2 separate regions of the Mus musculus genome follow, and region 2 is linked to region 1. The links are chromatin contacts, called in public HiChIP or PLAC-seq maps. All regions are on one chromosome and are shown on one strand. The core of a region is the stretch at or near the end of the contact, and the rest is flanking DNA. Distances in the headings are between cores, read along the strand shown.

Region 1 (4,365 bases), core at 1,240-3,739:
AAGTAGGGGAAGGGAGGATAGGATATGGTGTTTCTGGGAGGTAGGGAAACTGAGAAAGGAGATAACATTTGAAATATAAATAAAGAAAATATCCAATAAAAAGATAAGGTCTGATAAGAAGTTGCACATTCTGGTGTGAGCGATGAGATAAGTGGCAAATTCATCAAATGAATAAACACATGAGCTTTACCAACTCTCTAAGGAAGAAAAGATTCAAGCCCCTCATGCAAAATACTGTTTCTCAAGGTTTTGACTAAATAATGACAGTATGTGTATGTGGTGGGGTATCTGTGTCTGCTTCCTGGGTTTCAAAATATCATTTATTTAATACACAACTGAAACAAGCATGAAGCAATCCTGCCACCCACACAAACTCTCCCTGTCCTGCTGATGGCAAAGGTTTAAGCCAGCTTCTGTTTTAAGTACCACATCTGACGCCTTCTAACCAACTCTCCCACTAAATTCCGAGCTCAGCCTGTGCTGACAGAATCAGCAAACTCAACAAGGTGACAGCTTCACTGAAAGGGGCTTTCTCACCAAGTGCATCTCATCGGGGCCTCACTGCTGAGTCATGAGCTGGCTCTTTGGGTGAGGCACAACAGGATGGCCTCTTCCGGGAGCCGGCCCAGATCCTGATTCAGGATCTTTTGGAAAGAAGGCTCAAGAACTCTTCCAAAGTTATAAGTGAAAACTTGCATCCTTAATATTGATCCATATTTTTGACTTACTAAAAAAAAATCAAGTATATTTATTCATTAAAAAATTCAGCAGATGGTAAATATAAGGCTGATGTCTTCTTTTTCCATCAAAAAGCTATCATGAATAGTCATGTGCTTCTAAAACACAAACCTATATCAGAGGGACTAAGCACTGTATGTTCTAGCTTTAAAATATCTCAGATGGTAAATGAATGTATGTATGTATGTGCTTATGTCATCCGTGAAAAATAAGGAAACTGGTATCTGTTACCTCAGAGCAAATATATATATATATATATATATATATATATATATATATATATATATATATATATATATATATATATATTTGGATGCATAGACAATCCAGTCAGGTGCCCTCTAATGACTTGGAACATCAGAGCAGAACTGAGAGATCCCAGAGTCTCTCAAATCTGATCCAATGAAGTGTGTGTGTGTGTGTGTGTGTGTGTAGGCTATCATGGTCTCCTCCCTGGGCCAAGTGCTCACATATTGGCTAGGATGTTGGGTAAGTCTGTCTCTGTGCCTTCCTCCATCACTGATGTTACAGGCATGTACTATGCACAGCCTTTTGGTGGGAACTGGGGGTTTAACACAGCCCCTCCTGCTCCTCTGGAAGGCACTTGACCAGCTGAGCTATATCTCCAGGCTCTGTGTCATCTTTTTTTTAATTTATTTTTATTTTTTCATCTTTTTATTTTTATTTTTTTGATTTAAGGTATCTCAGGTTAAATGAACTGATTAAACATTAATTCAATTATTTCTCACCATGCTATCTTTAAGTTTTTACACTTTGTTCATAAGATTCATTTTTCTTTCATTTCAGCGTGTCCATTTCTGGGTCCGTATTTGTCTATCCCAGTAGAGTGGTTAGAGCAAGGTGCTCCATCCCAGCCTCCAAAGCTTGTGCCAAGGGAAGAGACAGAATTTGGAGACTGCTGTTTAGTTTGACTGTTGAATATATTTGGTACCCTATACCTCTTACAAAATATTCAGCAAAATTGCCCTCATAATTAGATTGGCCACTATTTTCTTCATAGAAATTATGCTCCTATTTATTAAAGCTAATTATTCAGTGTGCCATTTTTCTTTTTCTGTTTGTATTCATGAATGCCTGGTCTCAATGGGACCATCTAGGTGAAGATCGATAATCGGTCTCTTATTAGAGCAGGGGGAAGCATCCATTGGTACACTGCATTCAGCTGGATGTAAGAGGGCTTATTATTAAAGTAGCAGCAGGCAGTTGAAACCCACGCATGCTGGCAGTGCTGGACACACGGGATTAAATAATCAGCCATCAGGCTCTGTCTCATAAATGTTTGTCTTTGACTTTTGGCAGGAACTCCAACCTGAGCAGATGCCAGTTGACATGGGAACTCTGAGGCCAGCAATTTAAGGATTTTCACGTTTGCTTGCAGTGGTAAGATTTAAAGATATAATAACAAAACACAGAAAATGTTACAGAGATCTGGATTTCTGTACTAGATGCAAAATGAAATTGTTTAGGTAAATATGTTTTGATCTATACATTTTCCTGTAAATTATCTTACCAAAACTAAAGAAAGCACAAGAGAACTCCATGATTAATCCTTAAACATCAAACATAGTAGGGTTACACTGGATTAAAAGAGAGAAATTAAGTAATATCTGCAGTTCCTTAAGTTGTACAATTGGACCAAAAAGGGACATGATTTTCACTTCCTACAGTGAGCTGTTTCTATTGAGATGAAATATTGGCTGTCAGAACACATAGTCTTTGTCAGTGGGAGAAAAGAGGAAGTGGCTATTTTAAGTTCTATAGGGGGCAGTAACAGCCTTAGCATGAGTCTTGAGATTGGGTTGTAAGGGAATGAAGTCTGTAGTTAATTAAGTGATTGCATAACAAGAAGACTATCTGGCGCTGGTGGAGAGGCCTCCACACTGGACACTTGCTGCCAGTAGAGGCACATCTGTGTGCTGTGACTTCAAAACACTGTTATAATGTTGAAGATACCAGCAGATGAGCACACATGTTATTGAAAAATGGTTTTAAAAATAGAAATCTTTCACTCCTATGTATCTGTGTTTATGTGTATGCGTGTACACATACATATACACTCTTAGATCAGATGCCAGGAAATAAATGCTGAAACCACCAGTAACTAAATATTTACAACGTTTCTAGAAGGAATCCCAGTATCTGTATACATTCTAATATAAAGTAGGCATTGCACCAAGGAGTAGTCAGGGCACTTTTAGTACAGTCACATCATCTAGACGTTAGTGAATTTGTGGAGCTTTGAGTTGTTGAAGTTAATAGGCTAAATTTTGAAATAATGCCTGCTTCTCATTCACTTCAAGTTGAGACTGATCTCTCTCCATAGTGTGTGGCTATCTTCAGCACATCTGGTTCTCTGAAGAACACTGCCTTAAAATAGTTCTCATATTCTTCTGAGTCCTCATTTTAATGAAGTCTAACAGCATGTTCATGGTACATTGATCGGATTGTGACTCTCTGCCATTTCATTGGATGCTTTTATACAACAGGCATGGTTTTGTATTTGTGAATTTGAAAATGATGAATCTGATGTATTTAGCTTTTAAGTATCTTCTTCTCAAATTGCCTACTACTTTATTTAGTTATATTGTTACATTACCTTTGCTTTGATGCCTGTGTTTCTTAAAATCTGCTTGTGAATAATGAAAAAATGACAGTGAAAATGCGGGAAGCTAGAAGATGTGTTATTTAAACTGATACCAGGACTGGCCATGCAATGTCACATAGCATTTTTGTTAGTTAGTTAGTTAGTTAGTTAGTTAATTAGTTAGTTGTTAGTTAGTTAGTTAGTCACTGTGTGTATATATGTGTGGGCCCTTATGAACAGCTTCTTGGAGTCAGTTCTTTCCTTCCATCATATGGGATCCAGTGGTACAACTCAGTTACACCATGTTTGATGGCATGTGCCTTTACCCACTGGGGTATCTTGCCTGCTTCCATTATGATGTCTTACATCTAATTGTCATGGAATCCTTTTGACTTTTCTTTTTAAAAATTGCCTTTCATATTTCATTCAGTGCATTATTATCTGTGCTTCCTAGAAGCTATCACCAAACCTTTGTTTTTCCCATGCATGAGTCGTGGTTTCCTTACCTAGATGTAGAACTTAAGTAAACTTTTTAACAGCAGTGTCATTAAACTGCAGATACTATTTAATACATTCTTGTACACTTATTTTCCACCCAAAATACGCCCATGGTAAATGAAAAGTCTAACTTGAAGCTCTGCAGCTTCAGAATGGTTGTTCTTACTGAATAGCAGTTCATTTGAGAGAGATGGACTTTGGGTCTGGTTGATTTCAGTCCGAGATGTTTTTTATTCACAAATTCTTTATAATAAAGTTTTAATTAAACACACATATACACAAACAATATCTTAGATACTATAAGAAGTAGAAATTAACCTGAACAGGCTTTCTAGAATTTGGAAGGGCAAGAAAGGGCTTGCAGTAGAATGAGAGTGGAATGGAGGAACACATACACACACACACACACACACACAGAAAGAGAGAGAGAGAAAGAGAGAGAGAGAGAGAGAGAGAGAGACTGACATAGAAATATCATCCAGTAATATCCATTTCCATTCCAATGTCATTTTTTTCATTATTCA
Region 2 (4,124 bases), core at 1,119-3,618, 730 kb after region 1:
CCTTTTTGTTGTCCAGGATGCTCGAGGAATCTTCCTGTCAACAGCCCAAGAGAGACCAGAAGCCTGAAGCAGCTCGACAGCTGGAAAATTACGTCCTCTTATGACAAACTGTGGGAGCACCTAGTGGACATCTGGACCGCTTGCTCTACCCAAACATCTGCAGCTCTTTTCTCTGCTGTTCTCAGATTAGGAAACTGAGGGTCAACCCACCCTGCTCCTTGCAACCAAAACTCTTCAAATGGACTTTGTCCAGTGTTGTACAAGCATCCCAGTCCCCTGTGTCCTTTTGCTCAGAGAGGAGATAAACATCCACAAAGAAGCTGAAGGTTTGTGTCCAGCTGAAAGCCACCAGCACAGAAAGGCTAAACGGGAATTGGAAAGGGAAATTGTAGTTCCATCTAAGTAGTGCATGGGGAGGTATCAGCTGGGGCTTTCCACCCGGTCCATGGAGGCCACTAGCACCGACTGACTGTGTTATATGCAGAAATCCATGATAAAACAGCAAGGATGCAGAGCTGGAGACATGGCTCAGTGGTTAAGAGCACCGACTGCTCTTCCAGAGGTCCTGAGTTCAATTCCCAGCAACCACATGGTAGCTTACAACCATCTATAATAAGATCTGACACCCTCTTCTGGTGTGTCTGAAGACGGCTACGGTGTACTTACATATAATAAATAAATCTCTGAAAAAAAAAATCAAGGATGCAGCCAAGATAAATGCAAACCCTTAAGGGAGATTTGAAGAAAAATACCATCCCCGTTATTGGTATTTCTCAGGGAGGGGTTGGGCATTGTTGTTTGGGCTTTTGATTCCCTTTGCAGAGAGTTTGGAGGAAAGGAAAGCAATAGAAATACTTCTCTACCATGTCATTGTGCTTGCCACACTATCTGGCTGCTGGGAGAAAGCTTACTCTCCCTAACTGCCTCATACCACCAAGGAACGCCAGGCCTCCCCACTGGGGTGAGAATTTGTGCTGTTCGCATGGGAGCAATGCATGAATCGTGCTGTGCTGAAGCTCTTCATGAGGCCCAGCCACATAGGTACCAAAAAAACTAAATAGACGTGCTTTCTGCCTGCAGAAGACTTATGATCTGGTATCCCCTTGGTCCATCTATGGAGAAATCGTCTGTTAACCTAGGGAAGACCTTGATCTGTATCCATATTAGCTGCAAAGTCAAAGCCATTGAGAGTAGCAGAAGCTGACGCAGGGCCAATTTCACATTGCTGGTTTTATATCCTAAGCAGTATCTCAGTGCTATTTTTTATTGTCCATCTGGTAAAGCTGGGGGTACAGAGGATCGAGAAGTCTGGTTCGAATGTTCTTTGATATAACCTGAAAATAATATGGTTGTAAAAGTAATGCAGGATAACTTACTATAACTTTCAGATGAGGGAAAGGTTTTAAGTATCATACCAAACCAGAAATAATGAAGATAAACACTGTCTTATTTGGCTATGGTACATACACACATACACATACACACACACTGAATTAGACAACATATATCATACACACCGTTGGCTGTCAGTTATCCGTTAGGTATATTAAGTTGGTTTAACTTTGCCTTGATGTTGCACTTGGGTTCTTATTAAGCTCTCTCTATTATCAACATGATAAGAATTTATTTGCATATTTAATCAAATAATAAATAAAACTTGAGACGTTCTCATCAATCAGCGGAGACAGCAAGCACATGATAATGAAAATGAAGCATGCAGACCTGGACTACATGCTGGAAAGAAAGAGAATACACACCTCAGTAAGAAAATGGCCGAAGGGTAAGCAGGTAATTCAGAAGAAATAAGTAAAAATGAAAATAGTCAGTGAAGTACAGAAAAAGTGCTCAACCGCAATCATTACCAAAAGAGGGAATATTACATATAATACTATAAATTATATATATAATATATATTCCATTATGTATACTATATGTCATAGACCTATACACAGACTCTGAGTTGGGAAAAAGCATAAAGAAATATAGTATATATGCTTTTATTAAGAAAAATCACAAGCTTATGTGCTCTCTGTGCTCGTGCCTTGACCACGCCGTCTGTAACTCTGATTAGCTTAAGCTATCTCACTTGCTGCTTGGATTCTGACCAACCTCCTAGCTTATCAGCCTGTCTTCCATCTTGCTTCTGTTACTCAGTTCTCGCTACTCGGCCAGAATTATCCTTTCGAGATATGAAGGTGATCTTCAGATCCTGCTTACACCCCTTCTTCCTGTGAAGAAGAATAGAGTGGGATCCCTGTCATTACCTCTAAGCCGACCTGTGGCTGGGTCTCTGTCCATCCTCCCAACCTTCTCAGCCCCCACCCCCACGCGCATTTCCAAGCGAGCTCTCTTCACTTCCTGTGCAGCTGTGTTTATGTAAGGCCCCGACACAGCGCTTCTCTCTCCCTCATTACTACGGCCTTCCCTTTAATTCCTCTTCCTTTAGAAAGCCATCCGTGAACTTTCAATTGAGTCAACTCCTCTCTACAACTCCTCTCAACAACACTGTGACTCTTTCTTCAGTAGCACACCAGACTCCACAGAGACCCAGCACATACTGGTGTCTCAGTCAATTTCATTGAATAAATTATGAGTCTTTCCAAAGATCATTTTGATAACACATGCCAACTTTTGGCACATGTACATTCTTTGCCTGAGAATTCTACTCAAATAATTTTTTTTCTTTTATCTTTTACATGCATATCACAAACATGTACACATATGTTAGCCAGGTCTGAGGTTTTCCATTTTAAAATATGTGCTTATTTTAAGAACAAAGAAGATACTTTTTTCTGGGGTAGAAAATGTAAGCTAATTTCTGTCTAATGTAGGCTGTATTGTATCAAAGGGAGAGCTTTGAGATTGTCACCATTGTTAAAGAGGTTACCCCAAATTTCTGTGGCAAAAGAATGATGTCAAATGTGAGAGCAGAGGCCAGTGAGATGGATCACCTGATAAAGGCACTGGTCATCAAGTCTGAGGACAATGGATGCACAAGACAGAGGAAGAAAATGGATTCCTGCAAAGAAGTTGTCCTCTGACAAATAAATAAATATAAGGTGAGAGCAGGTTGACTTGCAGCTAGGATGGGCAGCTCAGGAGGACCTAGCAATGCCCTCAAAAGGAGGGTGTGTGGTGGACAGAAGAGGACCCAGCTGATGATAGGCTTTGGGAAGAGGGCTTGTCATCAACAGGGCCAGCACGGAAAGGAACAGCAAGCACAGATGGGAACACACAGGCGAACAACAAACCCAGAGTGTAAGTAGTATAGACGGTGTGGCAGACAGGCTGGCCAGATTACAAACATTTCCATCCTGATCTGAGATGAACCTGCTCGGCACAGGTAAATGTAGCACAATAGGCTCTGTGCTTTCCTTTTTTCTTTTCTTTTTAATGATGAAACATACTGCCATGTTCGGTGCTACAGGGGATGTATTTCTATGCTTCGCCAGGTACAGGTTTCTTTAATTGTGAGAGCCTATGTGACGGTCAGAGACATTCCCTGTATGCAGTAGATATGTAAAGGCTTTCACATGGTCTAGCTTTTGACAGAGACCCAGATGCTGTGTTCTTCAGAGTTCTCCACTTTCTGTCCCAGGGTGTAAGTTCCCACACACTTGTCCAAAAAAACTTGTCAAAAATACAGTTAAAGAAATCTAACACTATTAGGTTAAAAATGCTGTTTTAGTTATGCACAACAATTGTGCAGAACCCCGGGATGCTGGGATGCTTTTCAATACCGAGCTGATCTTTTTTCTATGCATTTCTAGACATTTGTTATATCTTAACAGGTTTAGCCTTTTGTCTGGCTTGGTTGTTACAAATGTTTTCACCTGTACAGGATTTGCCTTTTAACTTTATTTAGTGTTTCTTACATGGTGATTTTTATGGCTAAATGTATTAATCTTTCTTTTTATGGCTCCTGAATTTTATCATGCTTCAAAAGGCCTTCTCAACTCCAAGACCATTAAATAGTTTTTCAATGTTTTTCTAGACCCCTTGACAGTTAAACTTCCATGTTGATGGTCCATCTGGCACTCATTTTGTTAGGAAGAGTTGGGAGAAATACAACTTTATTATTTTCCAGATGGCTACTCGATTGTCCCAGCATTATTTATTAAATT

The links. HiChIP or PLAC-seq counts read pairs in DNA pulled down with a chosen protein or histone mark.
Region 2: a RAD21 HiChIP or PLAC-seq map of pro-B cells shows a contact between it and region 1, with 8 times the contacts expected there. The contact joins two enhancer-like sites.

What each region holds. Positions count from the first base shown.
Region 1 is chr2:124,296,517-124,300,881 of GRCm38.p6, forward strand. It overlaps a transcript of Sema6d not described here. Among named protein-coding and RNA genes, the nearest start is that of 4930583P06Rik, 76 kb to the left of the region's middle. Within about 2 kb of position 2,490, at least 25 of the 459 cell types and tissues checked have an H3K27ac peak or open chromatin away from gene starts, as enhancers often do. A contact at or near this core is called in pro-B cells, where this site is marked.
Region 2 is chr2:125,024,448-125,028,571 of GRCm38.p6, forward strand. No RefSeq gene overlaps it. Among named protein-coding and RNA genes, the nearest start is that of Slc24a5, 42 kb to the right of the region's middle. Within about 2 kb of position 2,369, at least 9 of the 459 cell types and tissues checked have an H3K27ac peak or open chromatin away from gene starts, as enhancers often do. A contact at or near this core is called in pro-B cells, where this site is marked.